2 separate regions of the Mus musculus genome follow, and region 1 is linked to region 2. The links are chromatin contacts, called in public promoter capture Hi-C maps. All regions are on one chromosome and are shown on one strand. The core of a region is the stretch at or near the end of the contact, and the rest is flanking DNA. Distances in the headings are between cores, read along the strand shown.

Region 1 (3,650 bases), core at 834-3,333, 160 kb before region 2:
ATGCCCCAGTACAGGGGAACACCAGGGCCAAAAAGGGGCAGTGGGTGGGTAGGGGATTGGGGGGGTGGGTATGGGGGACCTTTGGGATAGCATTGAAAATGTAAACGAGGAAAATACCTAATTAAAAAAAAAAAGAAAAAAGAAAAAAAAAAAAAAGAGGGGCTGCTTGGCCCCTCCTCACTTTGTTTGAGCTTTCTTACTCTCTCTTAAGCTTTTACCTCTCTTACTCTCTAGCCTTTCTTCTCTCTCTCCTTTTCCCCCTTCTCTCCTCTTGGCCATGGCCAGTCTCTCTCTTTTTCTACCTTCTCTCTTTCCCTCTGCCTCTTTACAACAAAGCTCTAAAATCATAGACTGTCTCTGTTCATCAAGACCTGCCGTGCTTGAATGATGGAATAGGCTTTCTCTTCACGAGCCATGCCTAATCTCCTGACAGAAGGCCTTCCTATGTTACAGCCACGGACCGGACTAAAGACTCTCACTTGCGTGGGAACCACCCAGAGCCACCTCTTCCTCTGTTCTCGCTTCCCATATGAGTACTCCCCCAGGGCCCCTATTCTGTTCTCAGCAACTCTGCCGTATCCAGCATGGGATGCCGGAGGCTGAGAACCTGGTACCAGGGGTTGCTCCTTGTCCACCCTCTGCCATGTGGGGTTAGTGGCTTCACACAGCCAGATGCTCACCCGGGGCCACATGGAAAGCATCTGGCAGTCCTCCTGCATCTGCCTGCCTAGAGCACTGGAACTCTGGCAGGATGCAGGCTCTCTCCCACCCCCTTTTTTCCCCCTATATCCACTACCCCACACAACGAAAATCTTCATTGCTACAGTTTAGCATGCCAGGTGCCAGAAGATACTCTGTACACTCCCAGAGGAGAGAGGGAGTCGTTACTATTACACAGGCTCAGGCCCTGTGATCTACAACAGTGACCTGCCTTTAATGCACCAATGTGTCATGGGGGTAACTATACATTTTTCATTAGATTTAAGAACCGCTCTCTGAGATGAAAACCATAATAACACTACTAAAGTGGCCAAGAACCTGATACTAGATAGGTCATAGTTCTATGGGAAGATTGAATATTATCCTTCTGCTAAGGGGACACACAGTAACATGATCCTTAATGCATATTACTAACAGCACTCCAAGTCTAGTGCCTCGATCAATCTCCATCCACAAAACTGTGTCTGGCCATAGATAAGAATTAACACAGAGACACACAACTGCACAATGTTGGAGAGAGTAAGAGACTCTGGCACACTCAGTCCTAAACGGCAGAGTCATCTATGAGGATGAGGAGGCAGAAACATTTTAAGAGCCAGAGGTGATGGCTGACTCCAAGGAGACTGTCTTACAGACACATGAGGAATGCTGCTCACATGAACTCACAGGACTGTAGCAGTACACGTAACTCCTGCACAGGCTCAAGGAGACAGCGAGCCAGCACTGAGGAAGGAAAGTGGACATATAGTATAACCTCTAGCAAGCAGCCATTTGTAACAATTAGTCCTGGGTCACCTTGGAGAATAAGGTATAGAGCTAAGAGGATAGACTGATGTGCTGGAGAGGAGCAGAGTCTGCAGTGACTCCAACTCCACACTCACCACCACCAGGAATCCTTTGGGGACTACACAGGCCTTCTCTTCACACACATAGAGAGCACCAAAAACACAGACAGGATTCTCAATGGTACCTCTGTTCCCAACACGCTCCTTCACCCACTGAGTGGCTGCCACAATATTCTCTGTCTTGGTGACATCCAGGATCACTGTCTCCAGCCTTTCTGATGTCTTTCTCCTCAGCTCCTCGGCTCCCTCCTCCTTCCGACATGCAGCCAACACTCTCATGCCTCTCCTGTCCAGCTGTCTGGCCAGCAGGTTCCCAAAGCCAGAGCCACAGCCTGTGATGAAGACATACTTGTCTTGAAGATGGTCCACCACTTGCCTCTCTCTAAAAAAGCGCAGGAGCATCCACAGGCCCAGTAGCGCCACCATGTAGAGCCACATGGTTTGTAGAAGAGGAGAGAGAGAGAGAGAGAGAGAGAGAGAGAGTCAAAATGAGCCTGGCATCTGCTCTTGCAGACTGCTGTAGGCGTTGAGGACTTTAGCCTTCTGGTATAAAGTCCCTTGTGTCTCTGCATCTGCAATCTGGAACCACAAACCAGCAAGTAGTAAACATAATGAGAAATGATTGGTGACCTTCATTTGGACTCTGGACAACAAGTGAGGACTGGGAAAGCTGGTGCCTCCTAATACAGCAGCTCCTGAGAAGATAGAAGGGCAGGCCTCAAATATGGAAGGGTGACCTCAAAGGAACACAAGGTGTTAGGCCTAGGAAGCCAGACACATCATGTCTTAAGGAGTTGATGTCAGGCAGGAAATGACTTTCCCTCTCAAGTGGCCCTTCTCCTGGCTGTCTGGATTCAAGCAGACATGAGCAGAGAGTTCTTGAGTGGTGACCTCCATGACTTCCCATGGCTCCTCCGAGCCAGGATTTCATGCTTACTTTCTCAGGAAGCCTTGTTCAGAAACTCTAGAGTAGTGTGGCTCCTGGTCTGGGGAATGTCTGAATGGCATTCTGATTCCAGCTCAAAAGAAACCCAGTGCCTTCCTTCAGGAGTGACGTCACAATTCCCTTGCCTGACACTTCCACAACTTTCTGTCCCAACCTGCAAGGATTCAGACTGTCATGCCCTCTCAAGAACCATGTTTCTATCAGGAAGTGCCCCAGTATGGGTTTGACTACACCTCTACCTTAAGGTCTGGGCCTTGGTTATCAATGTTGACTGTGCTACTCTCCCTCCAATGGGCCCCTGGGTCTGCTCTGCATTTGATCTTCTCTTCCTCTTCTCCTGCTTCTGGTCCTGAATGGTGTACAGCTGCTATTCCTTGTCCTCCTGTCTCCAATCCTTTCCCTACACATGCATCTGCAGAAGCTAATAGGACATCCTTCATCTGGCTGTTAGCACTCTACAGGTCCTCAGAATCCTAGCACTGAACTGCATCTTGCAAAATGTAGAACTGGGCTTTCTTGACCAAAGTACATGCAGATATTGCTTCTCTTAGTTCTTGTATCCTTTCAACAGTGAGTTCTCTAGAGCATTCCTTCTATGGTCATTTCCCAATGCTCTCTCCTACAGTCCTTTCCATATCAACCCTGACAGTGATGGGCCCTCTTGTTGGATCTAGGTCTTCTGAAACACAGCAGGATCTAGATCCAGCCTTGGAGTTTCTGGATAAAGTCAGAGAGGATAGGAAAGTGGGTGTGACTCTGTTGCAGAAGCCACAGGACTGAAGAGAAAGCCTGAGACACTTCCTTGATTCATGGAGTTTCCCTCAGTCCATCCATCCCTCTTGATTCTCATACAACCCAAATGACAGTGCCCAGCTACTTCTCTTCCCTTTCCTGGGGAGGGTGGGCTGGACCCATTCCAGGTCAGAACCTGTGAATATTTAACAAGACAGCTCTTTTGCTCTCTAGGCTGCACTGATCTGTTGAGGTAGGTGGAAATAGAACAATTTCCTGAGATCAGAAGTCCAGTTCAGTCCAAGGGGAAACACTTTCTCCCAAAAGGCAGTGTACCCCACTTAACCCACCCTTTCTTCTTCATGCAAAAAGGGGAGAGGTGGAGCCTGGAGTCAGTGCTGCAAAAG
Region 2 (3,618 bases), core at 345-2,844:
CCACGTAGGACATCACTAGCTTACTCGCCTCTGTGCAGGAGAAACTCTGAGTGAGTCAGGACACTCCCCCTCCCCCTCCCCCTCCCACCGTTAACTATCAGAGTCCTTGACCAGGACACAACCGCTTCTACCTCCTTAACTATCACAGAGTCCCCAGCCAGGGCACGCTCACTCCCATCCCATTTAGCTCTGACACCACATCACTAACAGTAAGAAAAACAGGGACTGGGCTGGAGTGGTTAAGAACACTTGCTGCTCTGTGTGTGTGCACGCAAATGTATGTGTGTGAGTGTGCGTGTGCGTGTGCACTTGGTTTTTGGAGATGTTGTCTCTGGGTAGCCCTGGCTGTCCTGGGACTTGCTCTGTAGACCAGCCTGGCCTCAAACTCAGAGATCCTCCTGCTGCTGCCTCCTGAGTGCTGGGACTGAGGGCATGCACAAATAGAGTGCTGGGACTGAGGGCATGCACAAATAGAGTGCTGGGACTGAGGGCATGCACAAATAGAGTGCTGGGACTGAGGGCATGCACAAATAGAGTGCTGGGACTGAGGGCATGCACAAATAGAGTGCTGGGACTGAGGGCATGCACAAATACTGCCATGTGTTACTTGAGGCTCTTGTAGAAGACCTAGGTTCAGTTCCCAGCACCCACATTGGGTGGCTCAAAACCACCTGCAACTCCAGTTCCAGAGGATCTGACAGCCTCTTTTGCCTTCTGCAGGTACCCGCATGTCTGTGGTGCAAATATATACACACACTCAGTCATATACATATAGACAGAAAAAATGTAAAAATCCTAAAAAAGAAAATAAGGAAGAAAAACCAGAGAGGAAGTAATGGGGACAGAGGACAGGGACAGGCCTGGCTTGGAGAGATAAGGAGGTGACTCCAGACACCATCTCTGGTCTCTCCCAAGCCTTGAGCCTCCTCACCAGTCTTGCCAGCTCCACTCTCGCCTGTGATGAGGATACACTGGTCCCGGTCCCGATCCTTCAGTGACTGGTAGGCCACATTTGCCAAAGCATAGCTTGTGGGAAGGAAGTGGTCAGTGGTCAATGTGAGGCCAGCCCAAGGGCATCATCTTCCAATCCTTAGCGCTGGGTTCATCCACCCTCCCCGTGTGATCCAGATCAGACAAGAACTGAGTCTAGGAAGGATTCTCAGGGGAAGAGGGATGCTGGAGGAGCTCCTTTGGGGAAAGACCGGGGAGGGGGAGAGGAGGATGCTTCATGGACATTTGTCAGCCCTCCTCTGGTTCCCTTTACTCACATGTGAGGCTTCAGCTCATAGAAAGTATAGTCCCGGTATTTGGCAATGAACTCTGGTCCATAGATGGGAAGCTGCTCGTAGGGGTTCATTGAGATCACCACATTCCCAATGTATGTCTGGGGTCAGAAGGAGGGTGAGACAGATGAGCCTGGCAGGAGGAATACTGGAACCCCCTGGGTACCCCCACAGCCTGGCTCCCATGGCAAGCTCACATAAATCTCTTTGTTTTCATAACGGAGTTGGAGGTTCTTGATCAGAGACTCCTCATCTAGGGGCTCCAGGAGGATGAGGTCTTCCACCCCCACGGGACCTTCCAGGAGAGGCATGCCAAGAGGCTAGAGGGTCCTAGGAGTGAACACTGTAAATTGCTGCTGATGGCTCAGCTTAAGAGTTAAGTCATGGTGGGAGGGCAAGGAGGCATAAGGGCCTACAGGAGAGCCCTCTGACTAGAAGGGTCTCTGGACCAACCTGGCCATCCAGGGAGGTGGAGGAACCCGGGGTAGAGGGTGAGATGGGCATCAGATAGGACTACCTCTGTCTGCCCACCTGAGGGGAAGGGGAGCAGAATTGTGCTTAAAGGAGAAAGCTGGAAGAAGGGTGAGCCAAGCTTTGTTCTGCAGCCAGGTATTCAAGGTGCTCTCCCTCCTCCCTCCTGAGGGGGGCGCTCTCTCTGGCCCCTTGCTCCAGTGCTTATATCCAACCCCTGTCTCAGTCACCTAATCCCTCTACAATTCCCATCTCCAAGAGGTCTCTCTTTCTTGCCATTACCACAGTGACTTCATTTTTAGATGTTGGATAAAGTGATGAGATCAGCAATGTAAACAAAAGGTCAGAGCTGCCCGTGGAAAATGGGAGTGGGTAGGCTTTCTCAACTGTGAGGTCTCTCATTATCTCCCCTGCTTCCGTCTTTAGTTGTAAAATCTTCACAGTTTATACCATACCTATCATCTTCTGGCATGGACTTTGCCCAAAGAGACACACCCCATTTTTTAGTAGCTGGTGGGAGTGGGGAAGGAGAGTGCTCCAGGGAGGACTCTGAGGGTTGGGGGCAGGGAGAGCTGGGCTGGGCCACATGCTGCAAGCATGTGGCAGGTGTTCCTGCAGGAAATAAAAGCTCTCCTCAAGCAGACTGAGTGGGCAGGGCAGCAGAAGTAGTACAATGGTCAGTGCCACTCCCTAGAAGGAGTACAACACATTCCCTCACTCTCTGGCTTCTCTGAACCTAGGGGAAGAACGAGAACAGCATACAGGGCAAGGAAGGCATCCAGGCTTCTTTCTCCTTCATTTTGTTTCCCCAAGCTCCAGTAACTTCCTAAATACCTAGGGCACCACATGAATACTGATGATAGCAGTCTCTAGAAAACACGCAGTGTTCATCACAGGACAGACAGAGCTCTAAACACTGTAACTTGACAGTTATAATAGCCCATGAAGTGGATAGTACTATTAGCCCATATTTCTCAGATTAAAGGCAAGTAGCCATCCGAGGTGGCTTATGCCTGTAATCACAGTATTCAGGAGGCCAAGGCAGGAGGATTGCCATAAGTTTGAGATCAACCTGGGCTGCACAATGAACCACAGACCAGCCTGAAGTACAAAGTAAGATCCAGTCTTTGTCTGTCTCTCCCACCTGCGTGTGCGAGTACACATCACATGCGTGCACACATGAGAGCACACACACACACACACATACACACACACACACAGAGTCTTTGAAGCAACCTGGCAGGGAAGGGTGTGAAGCAGAGGTAGGGTATAGGAACACAGCTTTGAGTTTGAATTGAGAGGAGTACAAGTATGATTATCTGAAGGTGAGAAAGGAAAAAAAGAAACAGATCCCAGAAGGAGCACCCCAAGGTGACAGGGCAGGGCAGGACTTACCCAACAGTAGAAACAAGGGCGTACTTCGGTGCCCCTTGGAGAATGGGGGTGGGGAGCAAGTCCCAGTCTGATGGGAAGGGTATGAGCCACAGATTCCAAAGATGGAGCAGCGGCTTAGTTAGCAGGAGCTGTCCATGGTGTCAAAGATGTCTTCAGTCTGACCTTCCTCTGTGCTGCTCTTCTCCACCCCGGCTCCCTGTGCCACTCAGGCCAGAAGAGGCCAGAGAGATGGCTGCTCAGCACAAAGTCCAGGGCTGTTCCTGCTGAGGGTGTGGCTCCCTTAACCCTTCACAAGCTCCTGAAGCATAGACTCCCTGCATTTAGGGGAAGCCTATCTGCCTGGCTTTGACTGAGGGCTCCAATAGAGAAGAGTCCATGCCCCACTGTTCCAAGTATTTGGAAATAAGAACACAAGGAACGGAACTTGTATCTAAGGAAAAGATTTTCCAAGAAAGAAATAGTCATGGGT

What was found. Capture Hi-C pulls out chosen DNA fragments and counts their contacts.
Region 1: a contact with region 2 is called in a promoter capture Hi-C map of liver. The contact joins the promoter of Rdh16f2 here to the promoter of Myo1a in region 2. A contact is called at or near these places in 2 of 39 promoter capture datasets (embryonic stem cells and pre-B cells), 3 of 484 Hi-C or Micro-C datasets (embryonic stem cells and nephron progenitors), 2 of 115 datasets of contacts at active chromatin or transcription factors (intestinal villus epithelium and trophoblast stem cells) and 3 of 9 other capture datasets (embryonic stem cells, liver and pancreatic islet).

What each region holds. Positions count from the first base shown.
Region 1 is chr10:127,864,909-127,868,558 of GRCm38.p6, reverse strand. Rdh16f2 (RDH16 family member 2) reads right to left here and starts at 2,083. Exons shown (of 4, transcript NM_145424.2): 1 at 1,691-2,083. The coding sequence starts at 2,003.
Region 2 is chr10:127,703,232-127,706,849 of GRCm38.p6, reverse strand. It overlaps Myo1a (myosin IA), which reads right to left and starts at 1,594. Exons shown (of 27, transcript NM_001081219.2): 1 at 1,481-1,594; 2 at 1,269-1,384; 3 at 932-1,026; 4 at 1-30. The coding sequence starts at 1,594.